Regions from separate parts of the Sus scrofa genome. Here all the other regions are linked to region 3. A link is a contact called in public HiChIP or PLAC-seq and promoter capture Hi-C data. All regions are on one chromosome and are shown on one strand. Each heading gives the region's core, a stretch centred on a gene start, on an enhancer-like site or on the middle of the called end of the contact. The rest is flanking DNA. Distances are from core to core; before and after follow the strand shown. Region 1 holds the start of NOXO1 (NADPH oxidase organizer 1). Region 2 holds the start of PKD1 (polycystin 1, transient receptor potential channel interacting). Region 3 holds the start of ATP6V0C (V-type proton ATPase 16 kDa proteolipid subunit). Region 4 holds the start of SLC9A3R2 (SLC9A3 regulator 2).

What was found. Promoter capture Hi-C pulls out the DNA fragments that hold promoters and counts their contacts. HiChIP or PLAC-seq counts read pairs in DNA pulled down with a chosen protein or histone mark.
Region 1: a contact with region 3 is called in an H3K27ac HiChIP or PLAC-seq map of alveolar macrophages. The contact joins the promoter of NOXO1 here to the promoter of ATP6V0C in region 3. A contact is called at or near these places in 1 of 5 promoter capture datasets (fetal skeletal muscle), 1 of 47 Hi-C or Micro-C datasets (liver) and 1 of 2 datasets of contacts at active chromatin or transcription factors (alveolar macrophages).
Region 2: a contact with region 3 is called in an H3K27ac HiChIP or PLAC-seq map of alveolar macrophages. The contact joins the promoter of PKD1 here to the promoter of ATP6V0C in region 3. A contact is called at or near these places in 1 of 47 Hi-C or Micro-C datasets (heart right ventricle) and 1 of 2 datasets of contacts at active chromatin or transcription factors (alveolar macrophages).
Region 4: a contact with region 3 is called in a promoter capture Hi-C map of fetal liver, with 2.3 times the contacts expected there. The contact joins the promoter of SLC9A3R2 here to the promoter of ATP6V0C in region 3. A contact is called at or near these places in 2 of 5 promoter capture datasets (fetal liver and liver) and 1 of 2 datasets of contacts at active chromatin or transcription factors (alveolar macrophages).

The regions. Positions count from the first base shown.
Region 1 is chr3:39,981,876-39,988,693 of Sscrofa11.1, forward strand. It overlaps NOXO1 (NADPH oxidase organizer 1), which reads left to right and starts at 5,465. Exons shown (of 7, transcript XM_013987816.2): 1 at 5,465-5,766; 2 at 5,857-5,937; 3 at 6,040-6,115; 4 at 6,214-6,391; 5 at 6,512-6,693. The coding sequence starts at 5,701. GFER (FAD-linked sulfhydryl oxidase ALR) reads right to left here and starts at 2,576. Exons shown (of 3, transcript XM_003124726.4): 1 at 2,180-2,576; 2 at 1,618-1,814; 3 at 63-763. The coding sequence starts at 2,437. The coding sequence ends at 601.
Region 2 is chr3:39,846,496-39,852,808 of Sscrofa11.1, forward strand. PKD1 (polycystin 1, transient receptor potential channel interacting) reads left to right here and starts at 3,114. Exons shown (of 46, transcript NM_001246202.1): 1 at 3,114-3,544. The coding sequence starts at 3,330. It overlaps LOC106504252 (a long non-coding RNA gene), which reads left to right. Exons shown (of 7, transcript XR_001303294.2): 7 at 646-705.
Region 3 is chr3:39,535,298-39,541,734 of Sscrofa11.1, forward strand. It overlaps ATP6V0C (V-type proton ATPase 16 kDa proteolipid subunit), which reads right to left and starts at 3,407. Exons shown (of 3, transcript XM_003124744.4): 1 at 3,140-3,407. The coding sequence starts at 3,218.
Region 4 is chr3:39,949,219-39,955,668 of Sscrofa11.1, forward strand. SLC9A3R2 (SLC9A3 regulator 2) reads right to left here and starts at 3,606. Exons shown (of 7, transcript NM_001137639.1): 1 at 3,261-3,606; 2 at 791-991. The coding sequence starts at 3,473.

The sequences.
Region 1 (6,818 bases), core at 4,215-6,714, 450 kb after region 3:
GCAGCGAGGGCAGGCCCGTCCATCACCGCAAGCGCCAGCACAAAACACACCGAAGGCAGGTCTTCAGTCACTTCTCCAGCATTTTATTTTGGTCTCAAGCTCCACAGAAGCCTTCGACAGGCCTGGTGCAGCTGAGCAAGGCCACATGCGGCACGGCAGGTGTGCAGCAGAGCTCAGCCCCCAGGCCTCTCTCCTGAAGTACTGGCAGCGCACAGGCCCCGGGCTAAAGACACTGCAGCCATGCCAGCTGTCCCTAGCTACACGGTGGGGGACAGGGGCCTGGCCTGGCAAGACAGAGGAGCCCTGCCAGGCTGGTCACCTTCCTAAGTTGGCAGCAGGTGTCAGGTGAGCAGGAGGCCGAATCTGGAAAGGGAGGGACAGCCTAGGCTGCCCTGGCCTCCTTCAGCGCCCTCGGGCCTGGGTTGAGGGGGAGGCCGTCGGGGGCACCCCCACTTCTACTCTGAACCTGAGAGAGGGCTCCATGGGCAGGGTCTGGGGACCACCCAACTGAGACAAGACAGGCTCTGGCTCTGATGTACTTTTAATAATGAGCCCCACACGCTCTGGTCAGGCCGCGCACATGCTCTGGCTGGCTGGCATCTAGTCACAGGAGCCGTCCTTCCATCCGTCTCGCCAGCGCTCGTCCACCTGCGAGCAGTCAAACTCCGGCTTGCCCAGCTTGCGGTTCACCTCGTTGTGCAGGCGGCACAGCCACTGGGTGAAGTGTGCCCGGGTGCGTGTGTCTGGCTGGTTCCGGCATATCCTGTGTGTGGGAGCACGCGGAGGATGGGGGCAGGCAGTGCCCCCACTGTGCCCACCCCCCAGCTCCTTGCCTGCCCAATTCAGGGAGGAGAGCTGGCACCTTTGCCGGGGGGAGGCTACACCAGGAGTGCCCCTGCAGCAGCAAGACCTGCCAGACACCTGGGCCTGCTCAAACCCTCACCCGCGGAGCTCAGCAAACTCAAAGAAGCACCCTGGGCCAGACATTAAGGCACAGACCTCGACTTCATGGCCTCAAAACAATCAGGAAGCCTCACACCCTTGCGTCCTTGGCCCCAGGCAGTGTACAGAAGGGATGGAACCTGCACAAAGGCATAACTGAACACCAGATCTGCTTCTTAGCACCCACGGCCCTGCTGCCTCAGCTCAGTAAGAGACTTTGTTCTAACTGCCCAGGCTTCAAACAGCAAGGGCTGCCCTGCCCCTCAAATCCAGCCCAGCCTATGGGTGCCACACCACAGTTCTTGGGCTCCGCAATGGAGAAAAGGGGGCTCTCGGGAGCAAAAGCAGTGAGTTCCCAAGGTCTTGAAATTGGCAGTCCTGCTCCAGCAGGTAGCAAAGCGGCGCCCTCCACACCTGCCAGAGCCTCCAGCAGTGCTAAGCAAGGCATCTCAGGAGGGAAGTGCTCCCCAGAGTTCTGGGGCGGAAGAAGCCCCAGGCAGCTTGGCCCTCGAGGAGAAAGGAGATGATCCAAGATCCCTCATCTGCTGCTGGCCCCTGCTCTCGGCAACCCTCTCCCACCTCTGCCTTTATTTCTCTAGGCTTCCCTTTATGACATCAGCCAGGCCCAGGCTCCCGGCGGGACTGGCTGCGGTACCCAGGACTCACACAACTTACCTCCTCCTTATGTCTTCAGCACACTCCTCGCATGGGTAAAACTTGGAAAATAAATTTACCAACTGAGCCATATCTTGCTGCTGTTCTGGGGTGGGCAGGTCGGGGTAGTAAGCAGCCAGGGTGTGGAGTACAGCCCAGCTGTGGCGGCCGAGTTCCTCGCGATCTGGAGGACAATCTTCCCTAAACTTGCTGTCCCGCTGTGGAAGGAGGCCGACCAAGGGTTAGCTCCGTTCCCCCGCCGGAAACCTACAAAGCTCCATTTTTTCTGCCCTAGCCGGAGGCCTACTGTCTGTCCTAAGTCCTAAGGAGGCTGGTCCGGCCAACAAGTGGCTAAGGGCCGAAAGGCCCGGCCTCCCTTAAGGGCTAGGCTTTGGGACAGCCACCCCTCAACCCCGGGGAAGGGGGCAAAGTCTTAGGGCCTGGAGGAGTGCTCCGCCTGGGTCTTGGGAACTCTGCCCGGGGCGCTTGACAACATGGTGTGCGGGCCGGGGCTAGGAGTCGGCAGGGCTCGCGGGCCTCTGCGGGAAGGAGGCGCCTCCCCAACCCCACGCGACATCTGCACCTTCTGCTGCGTCCGCATCCACGACTTGAAGTCCACGCAGGCCCGGCAGGGCCGCCTCCGGGAGGCGTCCTCGGCGACCTGAGAATCCGAGGCCGGGGCTTGGGAGGGCATCCCGGCTGAAGCGGCGGCATCTCTCCGCCCGGCGCCCCGGCCGCGCGCGTCCGTCACCAGGTCATCCACCACCTCGGAGCGCGCGCCGCCGGGCAGGAAGGAGAAGAGGTTCCCGCCAAAGCGGCCCCGCTCGCCGGGGGCCGCCATGTTACCCGCGCAATGCCTGCCGGGCCAGCTCGGTCTCCAGATGGGCTTCCAAGTCGGTCTCCAGGCCAGGGCGCGCGCCGCCGCCAGGGCGCGGCCGCAGGAGCCGGGAGCCCGGGCCGCGGGCGCGGGCGCGGGCGCGGGCGCGGGCGCGGGGCCTGAGCTGGGGCCGGGGGCGGGGTCGGGGGCGGGGCCTGGGCCGGTGTCCGGCGTGGAGGCGGAGCCGGGGGCCGCGGCCCGCGACCCGGAAGAAGCAGAGCTGGAGTCGGCGGCCCGGGCCCGCGTGTGTGCGGGGTTGGAGATCCTAGTCCTGGCCGCAGCCCTGGGCCTCGTTCCGCGGCCCGAGCCCGACTTGCGTCCTCCGTGGCGGCGCTCCCGCTTCCTCCAGTAGAAGACCAGCGTGTTGTGGAAGCGGCGCGGCCGTGCCGTAGCCTCTGGCTGCGGCTGAGGCGACGTCCGTTTCGTGGCCCGCGATGCCCCCATCGCTCCGCTCTGACCGTCCCGCGTGCCCGCTGCTAGGCCCTATGCCCTCGGCTGGGGGCGTCCTGGGAGCTGGCGCTTGGTGCTGTGGCAACATGGGGCGGGGCCGTGAGCGCACAGAGGCGATGCTGCCGGGGCTGAGCCTGCGGATCCGCCCTGGCGACGGGTGCCATGGCAACGGGTGACTGGCAACCCGGGGTGAGGCGGTGCCGGCAAAGGAGGCGGTGCGTGTTTGGGCTGCGCGCACGGAGCGGACCCTCCCGCTCCCGAATCCTGTAGCCTGCCTGAAGCGGTTAAACCCACGTCGGGAGTGGCCTCAGGGATACCTGTGCTTCCAACTGTGCATTCATTCATTCCGCAAATATTTGTGTAGTGCCTCATCTGTTCAGAGCTGCTCTAGGCGCTGGGCGGTGCCGGGAGAAAGATTCGAAAGTTTCTGACCTCCCCAACCCATAATCCAGTGTGGTCAAGACGGAAACAACAAAAATCTAAAAGGTGTCACACTAATAAATGCTCGGGGGCATGAATGGGGCGAGGTAAATGCGGGAGGCCTCCTTGAGGAGGTGACGCTTAGGCGGAGGCCTGAAGAATGAGGAATCACTGAGAAGGGCAATCAAGGCCGAGGAGGATCTTTGCTTCTTGTGTGGGTGGGAAGGCCAGCAGGACAGGACCTGGGTAGGGTGGTGGCAGAAGAGATCCAGCGGTGGCCAGGGGCCCAGCAGGGACCTCATCAATGGCCATGGGCGCTGGCAATTTATTCCAAGGACCCTGGGAATGTGCTGGGACATTTGGGGCCTGGTACTCTGGTGTGATCTCAGTCGCCAAGCTGCCTCTGGGGAGTGGATGTCACAGGAGCAAGTGAGGAGTACAGGCTTTGGGGGAGGATGGGGCTGCTGCAGTTGTCCAGGTGAGACGTCAGGGTAGGGTTATAGAGAGAGAGGAGTGGAGGGCGTCTAGATTGCTGGCGGTGTGGAGCAGGGGCTGTCAGTTGGCATGGGGGGGGGCAGTGCTTAGCATCCTTTTAGGTTCCTGGTGTGAGCAAACTGCCCATCTCCAACTTCTCTCTCTTCCCAGGAACAGGTCTGTCCCACCCTGTACCCTATCAGGCTAGTGGCCCCCACTGAGACTGGCAAGAGTGTGACAGCTAGACTGAAGGCACTTTGCAAAAATAGGCCTCTGTTGGTGCTCCCGCTGTGGTGTGACAGGATGGGCAGCGTCTTGGGAGCCCTAGGACTTGGGGTCAATCTTTGGCCTGTCACAGTGGGTCAGAGATCCAGCATTGCCACAGCTGCGGCTTAGGTGGAGACTGCAGCTCATATGTGATCCATGACCTGGGAGCTCCATCTGCCACCAGGTGGCCACAAATGAAAAAAAAAAAAAAGAAAAAAAAAATTAGGTCTGTATCCACAGGTGTTCATTGTCTGTGCCAAGACCAGGGAAAGTTTGAGGGCTTTGGGGGGAGCTGCTGTTTGGACAGACTTACAAAGGCCTTTTGTCAAGGCCAGGGTGCCTCCCTGGAGGGACCTCTTGGAGGCTGGCCCCTCCCTCATAGGCATGGGGTAAGGTGAGTTCCAACACAGAGCTGGCAGCTCCCACGGTGGGAAGAACTGCTGTATGCCAGGATTGGATGGCACTCCGAAAATCTCCCCTCCAGGGAAGCGGGGCACCTGGGCACACCCTGTCTGGGGATTCTGACCCATTGGGTTAAGGATTCGGCATTTCTCTGCAGCTGCTCTGGTGGCTTCTGTGGCGAAGGGTTTGACCCCTGGCCCAGGAACTTTCACATGCTATGGATGTGGCCAAACGGAAACAGAAAACAAAAAACAAACCAGCAGAGTCCTAGTCACCACCTCTCCCGTCCCCCAAGTGCTGGTGCCTGGAGGTGGATGCTCTACATCCCGCCCCAGGTCCGTCCACCGCAGGGGAACTGATGCTCTGAGCCTGTGAAGTCTGTCTTTCCCCAACACGTACAGACAAAACCCCTGACAGTTAATAGCCATTTAACATAAATTCCTCCTCTGTGACTTGGGGACGTTAAGAGACCTTTCCTCCTGGACCTCCCATCATGGCTCAGTGGTTAACGAAGCCGACTACTGTCCATGAGGACATGGATTCATTCCCTGCCTCACTCAATGGATTACGGATCCCGTGTTGCTGTGAGCTGTGGTGTAGGTCGCAGACATGCCTCAGTTCCCGCTGCTGTGGCGGTGGTGCAGGCTGGCAGCTACAGCTGCTATTTGACCTCTAGCCTGGGAACCTCCATACGCTGGGTGCGGCCCTTTAAAGAAGAAAACACAGAGAGACCTTTCCTCTAAAGAGAGGATTACACCAAAGCACTTAAAGCCTTTGGCACCGGGCCACTGGTTCCTGATGACCACTGCAGACAGCTCCCCAGGGAGTTCAAAGCCAGAGCCAAGGGCCCTACGTTGGGTGTGGGAGGGGCCAGGCCTGGCGGCACTTTGATGGCTCTTCCTTCTCCTCCTCCCAAGGCCAGGCTCCTCTGATAGGAGGGCCTCAGGGTGCAGTCCCAGCCCCCCCACTCTGCTTCTCCTCCCACCCAGGCCCTGTGCTCCTGCCCCTCCGCTCCTCAGGTCAGGGGTGCAGTGAGGAAGCTGCAAAGGACCCAGTCGGGCAGGGAAGTGCGGCCAAGACCTGGCAGGGCTGGGGCACCGCTGGGGAATTCCAGTCTTCCGGGTGCCTGGCAGGCGGGGAGGCAGTGGACTGACCCTTGGCCACACCCGACAGGCTCCAGAAGCTGACGACAGAGACCCGGGGCGGCCCCAGTGATGGCAGGCCCGCGGCACCCGGTGTCCGTGAGCGGGGCAGCTCTGGTGCAGACAGAGAGGCTCCAGGTAGGAACCAACGGGACACCTGCCGGCCGCAAGGGGCAGGGAGGGAGTTCCCAGCCCAGTCTATCCAAGACGCCCCCCTTCCTCCACCAGACATTTGCCTTTTCTGTGCACTGGTCGGATGAGAGCGAAGCCTTTGTACGCAGAAGCTGGGACGAGTTCAGGAGACTCCATGTGAGTGGGCTTCTAGCCCTCAAGACCCTGGCAAGGGTCCCCCACCCTCGCAGGGGCACCCAGTGGGGCCTCAGAGACCCACATGCCCATTCTTGCCCTCAGAAGACGCTCAAGGAGATCTTCCCGGTGGAGGCGGGCCTGCTGCGGCGGTCGGACCGCATCCTCCCCAAGCTTCCTGGTCAGGCCAGCGGGGATCCCAGCAGGGGTGGGGGCGGCAGCGGTCTGATGGGGGGCCCTGGGGCGTGGTACCATGCTGTGTCCCCACCCTGCCCCCAGATGCATCGGCGTTGGTGCACCGGGGGCGCACGGGCCGAGGCCTGGCGCGCCTGCGGCTTCTGGAGACCTACTCAAGGGCCCTGCTGGCAGCAGGAGAGCGTGTGTCCCGCAGCCCAGTACTCACTGGCTTCTTTGCGCCACAACCTACAGACCTGGAACCTGCGCTACCACCTGGCAGGTGTCTGACACCCCCCCACCACACCACCGACTCTGCTGGCAGAAGCATTTGGAGGATGGGGGAGGCAAGGTGGAGGGAAAGTCAGTCCCGCAGACCTCACCCACCCTCTGCTCTCGCCAGCCGGGTGATCCTGCCCACCCTGGAAGAGCCCCTACCAGGCCCCACAGGCAGCCTTGCCATCCACAGCCTGGAGGCTCAGAGCCTGCGCTGCCTGCAGCCCTTCAGTACCCAGGACGTGTGGGGTCAGCCGTTCTACGCCGGGGCCCAGGAGGCCCTGGGTGTGCTGCTGCGACACCCCTCAGGTGAGTCTGGGGACACGCCCTTCTGCCCCTGGGGTCCCAGTAGGCCTCAGGATCTGAAGCACCCCGCCCCTTGGGCACAGGCTGGTGGCTGGTTGTCAACGAGGACCAGCAGACGGCATGGTTTC
Region 2 (6,313 bases), core at 1,864-4,363, 310 kb after region 3:
CCCTAATTAGTGTAAAACAGTTGGACTTCTTTTCCCATTTACTGTCTTTTGCCTTAGGTTCTATTTTTTGGTATTACTACTGCCACACCACCGTCTTTGTCTTCATTTTTCTGTTTGCTTCCCGCCCTCTGGGTTATTTGTCCTAGCTGTGCCCTGGCAAATGACATTTATCTGGATTTAGCCTGCAGAATGCAGAAGTTCCCAGGCCAGGGATCAAACCTGGGCAGTGCAGCTACCCAAGCCGCAGCAGTGACAATGCCAGATCCTTAACCCACTGAGCCACCAGGAAACTTCTCGTTCTGTATTTTGATGAATATACTGATCCATTGTTTCCTTTTTTTTTTTTTTTTTTTTTTTTTTGCCACTCTCGTGGCATACAGACCTTCCCAAGCCAGGGATTGGATCAGAGCCACAGCTGCAACCTGAGCTACAGCTTTGGCAGCCCTGGGTCCTTAACCCACTCTGTTACAGTGGGAACTCCCCATTGTTTCCTTTTGTAATTCTTTCCTGGGCTGACCAGATTTTCTTGTTTCTTCCCTCCAAACTCTAATTTTCCCCTGTATTTTATGTTAATAGTTTAATTATTTTTATTAAAAATTTTTAATTATCGTTACTAATAAAAGCCTTTAAATTTATGTTTTAAAGGAATGAAATACCGGCATTTTTAACAACATGGATGGATCTAGAAATTATCATGCGAAGTGAAGTCAGCCATGCAATGAGACACCAACATCCAATGCTTTCACTGACATGTGGAATCTGAAAAAAGGACAGACTGAACTTCTTGGCAGAACAGATGCTGACTCACAGACATTGAAAAACTTATGATCTCCAGAGGAGACAGTTTGGGGGGTGGGGGGATGTGCTTGGGGTGTGGGATGGAAATCCGGTGAAATCGGATTGTTATGATCATTATACAACTAGAGATGTGTAAATTTGAGTAATAAAAAATAAAAACATAAATTAATATTTTATCAAGAATTAGGAATGCCCTGGTGGCTAGGTGGGTTAAGGATCTGGCATGGTCACTGCTGAGGCTCAGGTTGCTGCTGTCGTGCTGGTTCCATCCCCGGCCTGGGAATTCCCACACGCCGTGGGTGTGCCTGAAAAAGAGAGAATTAAACATTTCTCCAGCATCCCCCTCCCTGCATCAAACAGGATCTTTGCCACATTTTATTTCCTCTGACTCACCGTGGGAATTGTTGAAATAGCCCAGAATTTCATTTCTAGATATGTTATTTTCTTCTTCTTTTAAAATTTTTATTATTTTTTGCCCATCTCCAAAGCATGTGGAAGTTCCCGGGCCAGGAATCAAATGCCCACCACAGCAGCGATTAGAGCCACAGCAGTGACAATGCTGGATCCTTAACCCATTGAGCAAGGCCAGGGATCGAACTTGCATTCTGATGGATACCAGTCAGATTCATTACCCCTGAGCCACGACAGAAACTCCTAAGCACATCTTTTCTAGGGATTCCCTCATGGCTCAGAGGGTTAAGGATCTGGTGTAGTCACTGCTGTGGCTCTGGTTACAGCTGTGGCACAGGTCTGATCCATGGTCCAGGAACTTCTGCATGCCACACGAGAGGCAAAAAAAAATAAATAAATAAATAAAAATAAAAAATCTTTTCTATTTCAGAAATCCCTTCTAAAACAATTGCATTTATCAACCATACCTCAATAAAACTTTAAAAAATGAAAAAAGGGGAATTCCTGTGTGGCTCAGTGGTGATGAATCCAACCAGTATCCATGAGGATGCAGGTTTGATCCCTAGCCTTGCTCAGTGAGTTAAGGATCAGGCATTGCCGTGAGCTGTTGTGTAGGCTGGCAGCTGCAGCTCTAATTCAACCCCCAGCCTGGGAACTTCTATATGCTGCACGTGTGGCCCTCAAAAGAAAAAACAAAAGGAAAAAACTTGCATTTTAGTTGATTAATCTGTTTTGCTCATTTGGCATCACTGTTTATTATGGGTCCATCTTCACTCATCTTGAGACCTTGGATCTCATCAGTTTATTATCTGGAATTAAAAGCTTGGGTTTGCCCCTTCCTTACCTGTTGTGTGATCTGTCAAATTTCATTTTTTCCCTTTTTTTTTTTTTTGTCTTTTTAAAGTCACATCTGGGGCCTATGGAGATTCCCACGCTAGGGGTCAAATCAGAGCTGCAGCTGTCGGCCTCCACCACAGCTCACAGCAACGCTAGATCCTTAACCCAATGAGTGAGGCCAGGGGTCGAACCCAGGTCCTCATGGATAATAGTCAGATTTGTTTCTGCTGAGCCACAGTGGGAACTCCCAAACCTTCCCCCCCCCCGCTTAATAAACGGATTTCTATAATATGTGGTTCTTTATGTCTGGCATCTAGGATGTTTTCAGAGTTCGTCCATGTTATTCAGCTTGAATTCTTAGCACCACGTGCGTTAGTTCCCTAATTACATCCTGGGCGCAAAAGCTCCCTGGGCAGAGCCGCAGCACTGAGGAACTTGCGCCATGGAAAGAGGGGGCAAACTGCCCTGGTGGTGGGAGGTCCCAAGCACCCAGGTGCGCAGAACTCAGCTTCTTGCCCAGGGGCTGGCGAATGGCCGGCCGAACGCTGCCCTTCACCTGCCCAGGTGAGGCCCACCTTGTGCTTCACCTCCGTGCCAGGGAGAACCAGCTGTCATACTTCGCCGACGTTCTGGCAATTCCCTGAGAGGGCGCGATGCGCATTTATTGAGTGCCTACTGTGTGCCAGGAGCTCGGCAATCCGAGGTGGTGGAGAGGGACATAGGCGCTGGGAGTGGATGAGCGCTCGTAGAGGGCACTGGAGGTTCCGGCTGGTGTTTTCAGTGTTGTGACTGCTTGGGCTCTGAGGTCTGGGAGGCGCGGACGCCGCGGGCGGAGGGGAAGGGCACCGAGCGAGGGCCCTCGCTGTCGAGCCTGCAGCTGGATGCGAAGGGCGGAGCTCCTGATGCCCCGCCCCGGCCGCGCGGATGGCCCCTTCGCAGAGCGAAGGGCGGACCCTCCTGATGCCCCGCCCCGGCCGCGCCCGGCTCTGCCGCACGGGGGGCGGGGCCTAAGAGCGTCCCGCCCCCCGCGCCGCGCCGGGAGAAGGAGGAGCCGGCCGCCAGCCCGCACTGCAGCGCCAGCGCGCTAGCGGGCCGCGGAGGACTCGGAGCCGGGACGGAGAACCGAGCAGGCGTCGCGCAGGCAGACAGGCCGCAGCTGCTGCCGTATCCCGCCCCGCGCCCAGCCATGCCTTGCGCGGGCTGCGCCTGAGCCGCGGTCGCCGGGGCCAGGCGGGCTCGGGGCCTCGGGACCGGTCCGGGGCCATGCTTGCGCTGTCCTGACGATGCCGCCCGCCGCGCCCGCCCGCCTGGCGCTCGCCCTGGGCCTGGGCCTGTGGCTCGGGGCGCTGGCGGGGGTCCCCGGGCGCGGCTGCGGACCGTGCGCCCCTCCCTGCCTCTGCGGCCCGGCGCCCGGCGCCGCCTGCCGCGTCAACTGCTCTGGCCTCGGACTGCGGACCCTCGGGCCCGCGCTGCGCATCCCCGCGGACGCCACCGCGCTGTGAGTAACCCGCCGCCCTGCGACGCTGGTGAGGCGGTTGCCATGGCGCCCGGCTTGCGCTAGGACTCGCGGCCGCCGGGGCCTGCCGGGGCTCGGGGCGCCTTCACCCTCCCGGGAGAGGCCGCACGGGCAGGCCGCCGGCCTGGCGGGCCTCGCAGGGCGTGGGCGCGTCCCCAGCCTGCAGAAGGGGAAACGGAGTGCGGGCCAGGCCTCTCCCAGGGCGAGGCTCCAGCGCAGTGAGGTCGGCCCGACTAAATAAGGAAAACCTGGGACCGCAGCCGGCTCTCAGCCCGCCTGGCCTCAGCCAGAGGGAAACAGAAACATCCCAGATTCTGTGCGGGCGGAGACTTCTCACTCGGTGGGACTCCGCTAATGCGAACTGACTGAGGGCCTTTGGCATCGTGTGGGCGCAGGGCGGGAAGGTCCCGGCAAGGGACCACGAGCACTTCAACGCTGCTCAGAGCCTAATAGGATGCAGCTTGGCTTGGAGGGATACCCAGCACTTGGGAGCCCTGGAGAAGGACGCTAGGAGATGGAGAAGTCTGTGTGGACGGCAGGGAAGGCTCTCCGGAAGAGGTGGACAAGGGTTCGATGGATGTTTGAGAATTGGTTTGATACTTAAGGAAACTGGGTTTAGGTGACGGGAGGAGGGAACCATGTGTGCAAAGGCCTGGAGGGGTGTAAAATGCTGACACACCATTAGCAGACTTGCATTTTGGAAGAAATAATAACAGGAAGTCTTTATGGAGAGCTTGTCTCCAGCCCTGGCCTGTGCCAAACTCTTTTGAACCATCAGCTTTTTTTTTTTTTTTTTTTTTTTTTTTGGTCTTTTTAGGGCCGCACCCGCGACATATGGAAGTTCCCAGGCTAGGGGTGGAATCAGAACTGTAGCTGCTGGCCTACACCACTGCCACAGCAATGCCAGATCTGAGCCTCATCTGGGACCTACAACCACAGCTCACGGCAACTCGGGATCCTTAACCCACTGAGCGAGACCAGGGATTGAACCCCTGTCCTCGTGGATACGAATGAGATTCGTTAACCACTGAACCACAAGGGGAACTCCTGTGAACCGTCATGCTTAACCCTCTGGAGGTACAGCAAAGATGCCCCTTTTGCAGGGGAAAAAACAGGCCAGAGGTGATGGCGATATGATTTGCACAAGCACAAGTAACAGCCAGTACATGGCAGAGGCAGCATTTGACTGTTAGGAGCTCAGGGTTGGCTTGCAAAGGGTGCAGGTGACTGAGATTTGCAGACATTTGTCCCCAGAGATGGGGACTGGCTCAGGACCTGCTGGTCCACATCCTTGTGGCCTTTTTTTTTTTTTTTTTTTTTTTTGCTTTTTCAGGGCTGCTTGTGTGGCATATGGAAGTTCCCCAGCTGGGGGTCACGTTGGAGCAGTAGCCACCAGCCTATATCACAGCCACAGCAAGGCCAGATCAGAACTGCGTCTGCGACCTACACCACAGCTCACGGCAACGCCGGATCCTTAACCCACTGAGCAAGGTCAGGGGTCGAACCTGCATCCTCCTGGTTTCTATTTGGGTTCATTACTGCTGAGCCACAGCCGGAACTCGCACATCCCTGTGGCCTTGTTTGGGTACTTCCAGACACCTAAGCCAGGACTCCATCGCTCCCTGGCTGCTGGAATTCCTTGGGGTGCGTGTAACATCCCCAGGCTTCTTAAACCTGGGATTTGGTTTTGTGCTGTCCCTTCGGTGACTCTGGTGTGTGGCTGCCTTTTATTGGTGGTGGTGGCGGGGGGGGACCCTTGTGGTCAGTGTTCAGACGAGTTTGGATGTTGAGGGGCTGGAACCGGGTGGGCGCTTCTGGATGGTGTGTCCTTGAGGCTTTGTTGGGGGGTAGAACAGCTTCTCCAGGGGTGGCGGATGGCCATCATGGGGCCACCCTGGGCCTGTGGTCTTGCTCCCCGACAACTGAAGTGTTTGCCGTCCTGGTTGACTCCTGCCTGCAGCTGGTACCGCAGAATTGCTTTGGGCGCACCCCCCACCCTTTGTTTCTCGACGCCGTTACCTCTGGCTGATGGGCTGGGAGCCGCTGTGGGGGGCAGGGAGCAGGCTCCTGCTCCTTCTGGTTGTTCCGGCTTCCCCATCACTGGCGCCATGCAGACCTCCAGGAACCGTCCGGAAAATAAACTGGTGGGTTGGCCAGGACCCTGCAGCAGCTTGCGGACTTGCGGGCTCAGCCGTGGAGCCTGAGCCTGTGTGCCTTGCGTGTGTCCCCTTAGGCTCTGGTCTTGGCTGTTGGGAGTCTGGGGGCTGGTGGCTGGCCGGAGCTGGCGGGGTTGCCCGCCCTGCAGCACGTGGTGAGGGACCCTGTGAGGCAGGTGGATCGGGAGTGGAGGAGACTCCACCGTCTTGACCCGGAGGCTGCTCTGGGAGATTTCTGCAGGGCTGGGTGCAAGGACCCCATGGGAAGCTGGGACCTCGGATGCAGATGTTAAGACTCCCAGGTCCCCCAGGCCACCCTCTGTGCTCTGCCCTGCCATTCTGCCTGTCAACCCTTCAAGCCCCACCCTCAGGGAGAGGGAGATGGGTGGGTCTTGGCTTCTTCAAGGGAGACTCCGGGTCAGGTTGTACACATCCAGGGGCCCCAGAAGCCCTGCCTTAGGGGTGTCTCCAGCAGCTTCCTCTGGGGGGCTCAGGCCTGGCTGCTCTGTCATCAGCATCCTACAGCCATCTGAGACTCCTTGGCCAGCCTGCGGGGCGGCAGGACAGCTGTGTTCAGACCCGGGTGGGAAGTCAG
Region 3 (6,437 bases), core at 2,157-4,656:
GGTCCCAGGAGACTGGGGAGGTCTGGGCAAGTGCTTCGGAAGGGAGGTGAGGGCTGAATGCAGGAGTGGCAGTGAGCAGGTGGTCACAGAACGACGGGGCAAGGATTCCAGGCCACAGAGACACCAACCAAGGTGGCACCAAATAAGGAGAAACTAGAGGGAGAAAGGAGGCAGGGATGGGGGCAGAGGGGCCTGCACTGCCTCTCTTCCATGCCACCCCTGAAGCGCCCAGACACCCAGCCTTCAGGGTTCATCTTATCTTCACAAAGCCTTTCCTGGAGCAACAGTGTAGGTTGCTGGGGCTTTTTGTTGGTTTTATTTGCATTTAATTTTTTGGCTTGTTAGGGCCGCATGTGTGGCATATGGAAGTTTCCAGGTTGGGGGTTGAATTGGAGTTCTCCACCACAGCCACAGCAACGCCAAATCCAAGCCGAGTCTGTGAGCTACACCACAGCTCACGACAACACTGGATCCTTAACCCACTGAGCAAGGCCAGGGATGGAACCCGCATCCTCGTGGACACTAGTCTGGTTCATTACCACTGAGCCACAACAAGAACTCCTCAGGCTCCTGTTCTGGGCCTCTGACTGCAGACTCCATACCAGGCCAATGCCAGGGCTCCCTACTCAAGGCAGAGGGCACGGGTGACAGGTGGCCTGGGGTGAGAGACAGCTGCAGGAGGTCAGCATCCCAGGCAGCGAGCCCTGCAAGGCAGGGACGGGCTGAAGTCCGGCGGTGAGGAGAGCATGTGGCTGGATGGGCGGGAACAAGGGGAACCAAGGGAAGAAACCAGGACGACCATCAGGAGGGCGCCCAGGGCCAAGCCCAAAGGGGCTCCAGACGGAGCAGGGCACAGAAAGGGGCTTCAGGAGGCTGTTCCTAGAACACAGCCCTGTAACACCGGAGACTCGCTGGTAGGAAGTCACAGAAAATACGGAAAAGGAGCAGCTGACAGCTTCATGGAAGGCGTGAGGAGGAAAGACTCCAAGGGACTTCAGCCATAAGTTACAAAAAAAAAGGGGAAGCTGGGATGGGAGACAGCACTGGCAGGCCCCAGGGTGAGTGGATCTCATTCAGCCGAGTGCTGGGCAGGCCACGGAGGATCTGGGCCCGGAGCAGCAGGCAGTGCGCAGGCGCCCTGGCAGCAACACCTGAGGCCTGAGAACCGTTCTTGAGATGAAGACAAGCCTTTGGAGCAAGAAACGGAGGCAGAAGTTGACCCAATTGGCTGAGTGACTCGTTGGCTCCCCTGGGGCCAGGTCAAGCCCCGCATGGGGAGGGGAACAGCAGTGAAGCTGCACACAAGCCAACAAGAGCAGGCAGCCCTAACTCCCAGGAGCACGGGGCAGGCAGACCTAACACCTGCTGGTCACGCCCCGTTCAGAAGTACCAAGTAAGTTCTAAAAGGTGAGGAAGAGAGGCCCCCGGTGACTGGAGTGAGGCCAGGAGCCGAACACAGGTAAAGGGGTTCGAGGGCAACCTCGGCCAGAATTCAAGTTCCATGTGGGCAGGGATCTTTTTTTGTTCACTCACGGTCCCCAGTGCCTGGCACAGAGTTGGAACTCAGTGAAGATTTGTGGAATGGTGACTGGCAGACACCAGGCAAAGGACAATCCCCGGGTGCTGTGTGGATGCAAAGAGCAGAAAAGGCTGGAGGAAAAGGGGACAGGGCTGGCTGCTGGACAGCCTGGAGGGCAGGCAGCTCCTGAGGATGTGGAAAGAGTGGGCGTCGCCCCGGGGGAAGGGGAAGTACGGACAGGGCTCCCACCACAAATGACCCCTTATTCGCACATGACGGGAAGGGCATGGCTCACTCAGCAGCTTGTGACAGGCAGGCAGGTCTGGGCAGAGGGAGGCCCCCAAGCCCCCACCCCACCAGTGTTTATAGTCAGCAGAGCTGTTTGGAGTTCAATCCCGCCACATACCTGCACAGGGAGCCTCCGCAGTCCACCACATAGGGTGGGGCAGGGCGAGTCATCAAAGCCCAAAACCAGACCTACCCGAGGAGGCCTCGACCAGACCAGGCCAGACCAGTCCTCGGGGGCCGGAGCTGGGTCAGGACTCGACTCCCTGGGTCCCACATTTCTGCCTGGCCCAGTGCCCTTCTCCCACACTGGCCAATTTGCACAGAATCTGACACCCCCAGGACTGCGAAGACTCGGCTTCAAAACCAGGGGACCATCAAGAAGCCTGGAAGGCCCCTCAGCATTCCGAAGGCAGCCCCTCCCAGTTCCAGGCCTCAGGGAAGGGGAGAAAGGTCATTCATTCATTCGGGCCTGAGCAGTTCCTTCTCTGGAAACGACCCAATCCCCTCAACGCTGAGGCTCCACGCCACCTCGCCCACTCAGACGAGTGTCCACACACACGCACAGTGCTGGCACTGGCCTGCCCCCCAGACATCCGTGATGCCCCCTCTGCCTGTATGACCCCCGCCCCCCACAGCCCCCAATTCCACTCCCACTCCCAGGTCTCTGCCGGCTCTTAAGACCAACCCCTCAGCCAGGCTTCCCTAACCAACCAACCCACGCAGCCTTCAGTATTGGGAAACACCGACATGCCCTAACCGGAAGCACCAGCCTGGGTGCAGACCCACCTGACCCCTGCCGGGAGGCGGGGGGGCGGGGAGCAGGCCTCCACAGGGCGAGGGCTGTGCACTTGGCGGGGAATGCCAGGGCTGGATCCCCCACCGCCCACGGACGGGGGGTCGGCTCCGCGTCGGGGGAGCTCTACTAGGTGTGATGTCACACCTGCCCGCAGGATTTGGGGCGGGGGAGCGGGTGCAGAGCAGGCGCAGGACCGCGCGCCCCCACCCCAGCCTTGCCCCCGCCTCTCCAGGGGCTAAGATGGCAGCGGCGCCGCCGCCCCACCCCCGCACCGATACCGCCAGCTGGCCGGGCTGCGGTCCCGGGACCCCGGGAGACCCTAGGACCCGGACTGGGAACCAGCTCGCACGCCCTGCGCTCCAGACACCTTACGGCTCCCTGCGGCCCCGACCCCCGCCCGCAGTCACGTGAGGCCCGGGACCCCCTAACGGCTCGAAATTACGTCACACTGACGTCACATGCCGAACCCCGGGCGAGGAGCGGGCACAAGCCTCGCGCGCCCCCACCCCCCGGGTCCCTCCTGCCACGGCGCTCACCGCTGAAGACCATGGCGGCCGAGGCGCCCATGACCGCGAAAAAGGCGGCGTACTCGGGGCCGCTCTTGGCCTCGGACATGTCTGCGGGTGGGGAGGGGGCGAGCTCAGCAGGTCGAGGCGGGGACGAGGCCGGGCCGGGCGCGGCAGGCTGCGAGGTGCGCGAAGCGAGCGCTGAAGCGGCTGCGAAGGGGATCCGGCCCGTCAGCCGCTGCGCTCTAAATACCAGCACCGCAGAACAAAATGGCGGCCGCTGCCGCGTCACATGACTCGGGCCCCGCCCCTGCGGACCGTACCACTTCGCGCTGGTGGGGGGGCGTCATGGCCCGGGGGGCGCCCTAGAGGCCCGCTGGCCACCCCCGCACTGTGCTGTCACCCCGCCGGCCCGGACCCGAGCGCTCCGCCCTACCTCGGCCTTCCCAGGTGCGCTGTCCGGCAAGGTCGGCCTCTGGAACCCCGCGGCGTTGGGCCAGTCCGGTCCCTGGGCCGGGGCGGGACAGTGGCGCGCCTCGTTAGCATATAGGGCGGTGCTCGTGGTGCCCCGCCTCCTCTGCGGCTGCGCTATCCAGGATTCGGTTCCGACCGAAGCTTTTCTTTGCGTTCTCTGTGTGGAGCCCGGCCACGGCGTTCTCTCGGCCCAGCCCCCAGAAACCCAAGACTGCGGTCTACCTCGCACGTGCTCATACCTCCTGGGGCGATCCGAGGGTCCGAGCAGGCGGAGCCAAATCCTGTGAACCGGGCGCCGGCCTCTTCGGCAGCCCCCAGGGAAGCCTCTGCCACCCTGCTGTCTGGTTGGTCTCTGGCCCGAGCCTTCCTGTGTTCCCGGTTCGGGTCTCCCCAACCCTTAGACGCCGTCCTCCGTCTGCTCCAGACCTACCAGTCCCCAACCTGGCAATCGGTGATTGCTACCCTGGCTTCCATAGACAAGGAGCCCCTTTACCCGCCTCTGTTCCCTCTTTTGTATCAAGGACCCAGACTGCAGCTGAGGAGCGGGGTTGTCTCTGCCCTTCAAAATGTAGGCATGACTGGTTTGGCGCCCTGTCGGTGTTGCGACCTGAGAAGTCTTCCCCAAATTTCTACATCTTGGGTCCTTGTTCTGCCTGTCCCACACAAGTCCCGCACATGCAGGGTTGCCCTTATTTCTGGGGCAGCAGTAAAAGGTTTCCTCTCAGCCCAGCAGGCAGCCTGGCCTGGGACTGGCACTGCCCGGATGATCCCATGTGGCCCTCCTGGCACCCCAACTAGCTGCCTTATCTCTACCCACCAGTTCTGGATCCCTTTGCCCTTTGTTCCCTCCATTTCAGGCACCCTGGGTGGCTGCCATCTGGTCCTGGGTCTCCCTTGAGCTCCAAGCCCTTGTTCCGACACAGAAGCACTCTCCGCCAGTGACCCAGGTGGTAGCTGTCATCAGCCTTCTCCATGTGGGTGGTGGGGTCACCTCCGCCGGCCTGGTCCTCCCGATGGAATCTCAGACCCGCTTTCAGACCCTTCTTGGTGAGTCTGGGTCTGCCCCTGCCCCTGCCCCCAAACGTGCAGCCCTTGGAGGGCTGTGTCCGTCCTGTCCCAAAAGAGAGGAGGTCACCATTCTGCTAGAGCCCTCCACGCCGCCCTCTGCCTTTGTCTTCCTCGCCCTGACTCTGACTTCTGGAAAGAGGAATCTTCATTCAGTGTCCTCAGCTCCTTGTCCTTGCCAAGGGGGATGGCGACTGCCATTTCTCTAAACCGAGGAACGTGGCTCAGGCTTTCTGAATGGCCCCCTCTGCTGCCACGGCCTGCTGTCCACCACACCACACCGCCACTCTCTCCAAGTTCACCTGCATGTGCCCCGATGCCCTCGTTCCTTCCTGGAGTCACAGGAGCAAGGGCAGTGGCCTCCTCAGCTTCCCTGCAGGTCCCAGGTTTCCGTGACTCCCTCTGCTGGGCCCTGCCCCTGGGTGATCACCTGCACCTTTCCAGACCTGAAGCCCTCTGGGCGAGCAAATGCCCAAGTGCCTAGGCCAGGCCCAGCCCCCATAACTCCCAGGCACTAAGGGTCCAGGGTCAGGAGAGTCCAGACCAGGGAGCTGCACTGGCTGAGGGGCCAGGGAGGCCACAGACTAAGGAGCGGAGGCGCAGGACAGTCCACCTCGGGATATGGCGCCACCAAAAGCGCAGACCCCAGAGCCCAGGAGGTCGGGGACAGTTCCATCCGCAGGCTTAGAGGGCAGGTGGGCTTGGCTCACCATCCTCTGGCTTTCTCCCTGAGTTCTGGTGTAAGAGGTCACCATGGGTCTCCAGTGGGGACGCCGACAGCTCAAACCAGCACGTCTCAACCTGAGCTCCCCTCCTCCCACATGACCAGCTTCCACTGGGTTCTTTCCATTTCCGGCCAAAGGCACATCCAGCCAGCCAGCTGCTAGCACCAGCAGCCTCCAAGTCACGGCTCCCTCGTCATTACCCACCAGGCCCGGTGCGTCTGCGGCTTCCCGGCTCTCAGGTCTGCCCCCACCCCTCAGGCTGGGCTTCATTTCTGGCCTGCGTCTTCTCACAGCCTCTGACCTGGTCCCCTGCCCAGCCTGCTTCACCCCGTAGCCACGCGACCCTAAAGGGTACGTCTGACAAGCCACTTCCGTTGTGGAGCCCTCAGCATCCCCTAAGCATTTGGGGGTGTTAGTTAATCCTCGAGGGAGCCTTGGGGGAAGACGCCACCCCTACCCTCACTTTGTGGACAAGGAGACGGGCCCATGAGTTGCAACACCCCTCCTACTTCCTGCATGAGCGCTCAGGGAGTGTCTGGTGACCAGTGACAGGGTCAGGAGGGACCCAGGTCATCTTTCTTGGGGCCTCCCGGCACCAGAGATATGGAAGGGAATGGCCAGGGACACACACCTCTGCCTTCTCCCTCACAGCTAGGCACCTCCTGGCTTGGACTCTCACTGTCACGAGCCCCTGGCCTGTCATTGTGAAGGTGGGGACTTCTAGGAATAAAGGAAGGGCTGTGGGGGGAAGTAGAGAGGTGCAGGGGGGACCCTGATGTCCCCGAGGGTTGTGTTTTTTGTTTTTTGTTTTTTGTTTGTCTTTTTAGGGCCACACCTGGGCATATGGAGGTTGCCAGGCTAGGGGTCGAATCAGAGCTATTGCTGTTGCCAGATCCTTACCCAGAGTGAGACCAGGGCTTGAACCCGCAACCTTGTGGTTCCTAGCTGGATTCGTTTCCGCTGCGCCACGAAGGGAACTCCCCCAAGGGTTTTCATGTCTGCACTGAAAGATGGTGGAGAGGGAAATCCAAGGGCGTTTTGCAGAGACCTCGGTGAAGGGAGGG
Region 4 (6,450 bases), core at 2,356-4,855, 410 kb after region 3:
CAGATGTCCAGGTCCCCCGCACACCCAGAAAGTTCAGAATTCATACCTCCAGGAGCCCTAGGCCGGGGTTCTCCAAGGGGGATCTGGGTAACCCCTGGATTTGAGTCCCCTTTTAAGGGATTTTCTTCTTTAAGAAAATAAAAGTCGTGGGGGCAGGGCAGGCAGCTCTTTCCCCTGACCTCCAGATGCTGTCCCGGTAGGGGTCGGGCCACCCCCGGGCCCAGCTACTGAGAAAGAGACAGAACAGGCCCCCTGGACCCCACCCCAGTGCTTTCCCAGCAAGGCTTCCTGTCTGGAGGGGACATAGGGAGAAGGGGAAGCGCCCCAATGCCTGTAGAGCCCCCGGCTGCGGACCTAGCCCAGAGGGTCTCCTCAGCTGCCCCCACAGAGGAGGGCCAGCGCCCCCACTCCAGTCTTTATGGCACAAGCAGGCTCCTTGGACAGACAGACACCCACCACAGGCACAGAGCTGAGCACACGCCAGCAGCCCCTCCCCAGGTTCCTCAGCCCCAAGGCCGGGGAGGGGGCGGCTGGTCAAAGGGACCCTTCCAAGGACAAGGGGCTCCGATGACGAGCCTCCTGGGGGCCAGGGACCAGGTCCAGGCTGCCCAGAGCCCATGCGGTTTAGAACACAGGCCGAGGACAGAAAGAGTGGCTCCAAGTGGCCGAGAGAGTGGCCACCAGGGGTCCAGGAGGGGTCCAGAGACGCACACTGGTGGAGACGACCAGAGGCGCCGAGAAGGCGGTCCTGGGAGAGGCCAGGTGATCCCTGTGGGCAGAGGCGCCGTACCTTCTGGCCGGCCTCACCGCTGAGGCTGCCTGCGGGCGCCCAGTCCGCCTTCGGCTCCCAGGGGTCAAGGGCAGGCGGCAGCCCTCGCTGGGCCATCTCCTCGGTGCAAGTCAGCTGGCGCCTGCGGAGCTCCTCGTCCGTCTCCTTGTCCACAACGAGCAGCCGCGTCTGGCCCTCCACAGCCTTGATCCGCTGCACCACCTGCGACGGGCAGGAGGCGGGAGCCGGTCACGGCCAGCACCCCAGGCAGCACATGGATAGCAGCACCCCGGGGGCAGGCCTTGAGCCTCCCGGGCCAGGTGGGCGGCTGGACCGCAAGGCCCGCAGCTCCTCCCCCCACCCCCAGCTCCGGCGGCTCCCGCCCTCCTCTCCCGGGGCTGCCGAAGCGGGCCGGGCTCCAAGGGCTGCAGGGGCTGCGGGGGCCTCGCCTGGGCGCAGGCTCTTCTCTGGGGAGGGGCCGGGAAGGGACAATCGCGGGGCTCGGCTAAGCCTCGGCTTCCCCGTCTGCACGTCTGGGTTTGCGGGGGGGGGGCGGGGGGAAGGGTCTCCCTGGGTCCCAGGCTCGGTGTGTCTGTGCCTGGCTGCCTCCCCCGGTGGAAGAACCTGCGTCTAAGCCTTCCATTCTCTTTCAGACCGTGATCATGGGCCTCTTCCTGCTGGACCTGCAGAGGGAACACCTAGGTGCTTGTGGCAAAACACCTCCTCAGGCGCCCGCACGCAACCCAGGAAGCGGGACTCAGACGCGGCAGGCAGAGCTAGGGAGGAGCAGGTCCACCTGTGGGCCAGGCGTGCTCACGCAGGTGTCTGGGAAGCATCTAGAACATGTGCACGGCCATGGAGCCTTCATGCCTGTGTGTGCCCGCAGGAGAAGCAGTGCCCACTGGGCACTGGGTAGGAAGAGCAACACCCCCACGCCCACCCCAAGGCCCGGACGACAGACAGGGCCCGCACCAGCCTCTCAGTAGATGGCAACAGAGCAAAGGGTCCGAGCCAGGCCCACCTTTGCCCCGGCCCCCTCTGTATCTCTCTCCCCCTGTGACCCTCAGCGTCACAGGACCCCAGCAGCCCGATGCTGCCTGACAGTGGGACCCAGGTGAGTCACCCAGTATCTGCAACTGTCGGTTTGCTCGCCTGCAGAACGGGAGCCATGATGGTACCTCCTCTCCCCCAGGGCAGTGGGAAGGTCTCCCCGTGGTCCCGCGTGTGAAGTCCTTGGAGACCACACCCAGGGAGGCCTGGGGTGAGCCTCGCTCTTGGAGAAGACGGCAGCTGATGTCAAACAGAGGCCAGGCGCCAGCTGCGCGGGGCCCGCCCCCTGGCCTGTCAATCCCAGACCTCGGCCCCGACCCCCACACCCCCGGCAGCAAAGAGCCTCATCCTGCCAACACTCGGGGTAAAGAACAGGCCGGCAGACAGATGGGCAGACAAAAGCTCCAGAAGAGAAGCGGTTCGGCTCCCAGCCCAGCCAAGAGCCAATTTACACATCTCCAGGCCCCAGGGCCGGCCACATAGACAGGTGCTGGGGGACGCGGGGATCCTGAGCAGAAGGGGTGGAGGAGGACAGGACCCAAGCCAGGTGATCCCAGGTCAGTGGGCGGCAGACACCCCCCAGGGATCAGAACCTGAGGAGAACCTCCCCCTCTGGCCTTTCCCCTCAGCTGCAGGAGGCCGGGGGGTACAGCCAGTGACGCCCCCCACACACACCCCCACCCCCCACCAGGCTGCCCAGCAGCTTCTTAGGACAGGAATGTGCTGCCACCAGCAGCGACGCCCACCAGGACCCAGACACCAACCGTCAGGACACACACTAGTACACCAGCAGGCAGACACCCGGGCCAAGACAGATACACACAACCCAGGTCAGGCACCCCACCACACACACACACATCTAAGCAGTGCAGACCTGTATACTCACGTGCACACAGTCCAGCACACACACACACACACACTTAACTGATGCAGACACACACAAGTGTGCCCTCACCGCGACACCCCGCACGGTACACACAAGGGTGATCCCCAGAGGGACCTGCACATTCACACGCATACCCATAGTGCACGCGCGCGTGTGTCCCCACTGACAGAGAAGCGCCGGGGACCCCAGGCACACGGAGACCCCCGAGGCACCAACTCCTGCACAGACTGTACGGAGGCCGGACAAGACTCAAGAGCCAGGGCCAGAACCGGAGGAGCCGCCGCATTGCGGGCCCCTCCCTGCCAGGATCCCCCCCACCTCCGCGGTGCGGAACCGACGGGGGCGGGGGGAGGCCAGGAAGGAGGCGCTGCCTCGGTGGCCACGTCCCCCGCCTGTCCCCGGGAGCCCACGTAGGCCCTTGTGCGACCCCTCCTGGCCCCGGCGGGGGAGCCGAGGCGCGGGCGCAGGCGGCCCGGTGGTCCCTGGCGCCGTCCGCGCGCGCGCGGGGCAGGGACGCGCTCCGGGGATGGGGGGCGGCGGGGCGCAGGCACCCACCTGGTGGTGCGTCTCGCCCTCCACGTTGACGCCGTTGACCTCGACCAGGCGGTCCCCGGCGCGCAGCGCGGCCGCCTCGGCCGGGGAACCCGGCTCCACGCGCCGAATGAACTGCCCGCGGCGGCCCTTCTCGCCGTGCAGGTGGAAGCCGTAGCCGTGCTCGCCGCGCACCAGGAGGCACAGGCGCGGCCGCAGCGGCTCCGGGGCAGCCATGGCGCCTGCTGCCCACCGGCCGGCCGCGGGCTGGCCACGGCGCTCACGCCCGCCGCGGGCAGGCGGGGGCGCTGGGGCGGGCGCGGGAGCGGCGCGGGAGACCCTGCGGCGGCCTCGGCGGCTCCCGCTCGGTTCCCGTCGGCTCCGGCTCCGGCTCCGGATCTGGCTGCGGCGCCGCCCCCGCGCCCGCCCTTTCCCCGCCCCCTCTGCCCTGCCGCCCCCGCCCCGGGTCCAAGCCACCCCGGCCATCCCCCTGCCTCGGCGCTCCGCCCGCGCCGCGAGGCCCCAGGAGGGGCCGCAGGGCCAGGGACCCCCCCCAGTCCTTCTCTGTCTCGCCCCCCTTCGGTCAGCCTCCTTGGGGCCAGCCGCCTCCCTCTGTCTGTCCAGAGGCTGCCTTCGTGGCCTGTGACTGGCCCCCCTGCACCCCACCTAGTACTGCCACCCCTGCAGGTTGTGGGGGTGGGTGTGGAGTGGAAGCCGCCACATACCACCCCAGATGGGGCTCAGGGATCACCCCATAGCAGCCAGAACCACCCAGGACCTGCCAGGCTACAGCTTTGAGGCCACACCAGAGTTGAGAGGGTGGTGGCCGGAGGTGGTCCGGAGACCCCCAGACCAAGGGGTAGGGAAGGCAGGTACCCCTGGCCGCTTGGCTCAGGAAGCTTAGTGACCTCGTCCCCTTCTGTAGACCTGCCTCCTGCAGCCCAGCACTCAGCCCGTGAGTGCCGGTGGCCAGGAACAGAACACCGCTGTAAGGCGGGTAACTAAGTGACATGGTCACAGCCAGGGGCCAGGAACACCACACCCCAGAATAACAAAGGAGGCCCGAAAGCACCAAAGGAGCCGAAGGAGTACCGAGAGAGGCTCTCCGTCTAGAGTAACAGAACATCCAAGGAACGAGGGGGGCGGGGAGCAAGGAAGTGGGTAACAGCAGGGGCCAGCTGAGACCTGCGGGTGGCAGTTCCAGAGTGGGAAGAGAAGGAGTGAGGGGGACGGAAAACAGAGGGCCTGAGTAACAGAGCTGAAGAAAGGTGGCCCAGCAGCTCTCGGGGCAAAGCCTCCCAGGCCTCCTCCCTCAGCTCCACGGGCAGGGGTGTGGGAGGAGAAGGCAAGGTGGCAAAGCCGGGAGCACGCATGCAAGGTGTCAGGGCTGGAAGCTTTTGGGTGGCTGGGAATGAGCGAGGGGAGGTGAGTGGTGAGGCCGGCAGCAGCCAGGAAGGCGGTCAGGTGGCAGGAGATCAGAGGTCTGGCCGCTGGCCCTGGCCCAGAGAGAGCGGAGGTATGTCAGACCTTCCAGGCCCTCTCTCCCCTGGGTCCACCTGGGGTGGCGTTGTCCTGAGCTCCAGTTTCACCTGAGGGGGTTTCCTCTGACCTTTGAACCGACCTCCTTGTGGCAATGCCCTCAGCCATGGGGCAGAGGCAGAGCCTGGGCCTGGGTGTGTGACCGTGGGGAGAGGCCTCGTCATTGCCAAAGGGAGAGCCGGGGAACGACTTGGGGATGGTGCCGCTAGTCTGATGCCCTGATAACAGCCCTGAGCTTCCCTGCCCACGCCACCTCCCTAATGGGCATTAAGGGCCTCGCGGGATGACCAGGCCTCGCTTATGACCTCTTCCTTTAGACTTCGCCAGGCCTCTCTTCCGAGCCCCAGATTGGAGCAGGGAGGACCAGCGCTGAAGCACTGAGAGATGAGAACCAGAAACCCAGAGCGGGAAGTAATGGGAGAGACGACAAGGACCACAGAGGGCGGGGGCGCGGTTCGGGACGCTCCAGCGGCCGGCCCCGCCCACCCGAGCTGGCCCCGCCCATTGCCCCGAGCCCCTCCCATCGCCCGAGGCGCGGAGCGCAACCGTGACCCAGACTTCAGCCGTGTATCGCCACCTGCTGGTTCTACGTGGGATTGCATCGTCCCCGGGGCTGCCCGAGGTCCCGCCCCTCTGGCTCCGACTGGTCCAGCCGAGTGCGGATTGCGGTGAGGCTGCTTGCACTTCGGCAGCGGGAACGAAGAGATGCCATGGGGGCGGGGGGGGGGCGTAGGCAGGGAAGCTAGGCCTCCACCGAGCTCCCAATCAGCTCTGCTCTCTCATCTTGGATCTGGCACCAACCTCTTAGGACCCGGGTATCTCCGGACAACATGAAACCTAGCCCCTCGCCAAATGTTCCAGCACTTGTGACCAAACATTTGTGGGCAGCTTGGCGCCAGGCGCTGATGCGCACTGGGGAAACATCGCTGAGACCCACGGAAAAAGGGATTTGTGTACCTTGGCAGAGGAAGCCCCGGGCGGGGGGCAGCCCCCAGGAGGGGCATTTAACTCAGCCCAAGGCCCTGGAGTCCCTAGGCAGTGTGGACCACGGGTCTATTCTGGAATCTGCCCAGAGTTCCTGCAGGCTGTGTGGGGAAGGGGAGGGAGCAATGAGACTGAAGAAACAGGGCCAGCCCTGTGGCCCAGCCTCAGAGCATGGATTTCCTTGCATGGGTGGTGGGAGCCCTTGAGGTGCACTGGGAGTGACAAGGTCAGGACACCCATGTTTTGTTGTTTTGTGTGCAGCAGCTTGTTGTGGGATATCAATTCCCAAACCAGGGATTGAACCTGGGCTACAGAGGTGAAAGTGCCAAATCCTAACCACTAGACCACCAGGGAACGCTCAGGACACCCATGATTTTTGTTTGTTTTTTGCTTGGTAGGGCCACACCCGCGGCATATGGAGGTTCCCAGGCTGGGGGTCAGATGGGAGGGGCAGCTGCCGGCCTACACTACAGCCACAGCAATGCGAATCCAAGCCACTTCTGCGACCTACACCATAGCTCATGGCAACGCTGGATCCCCAGCCCACTGAGCGAAGCCAGGGATTGAACCCGCGTCCTCACGGATCCTAGTTGGATTCGATTCCGCTGTGCCACGACAGGAACGCCCAGGACACCCAAGTTTTTGAAAGGCCAAGTTCCGTGACAGCAGGGGCAGTCGTGTCAAGGAGCAT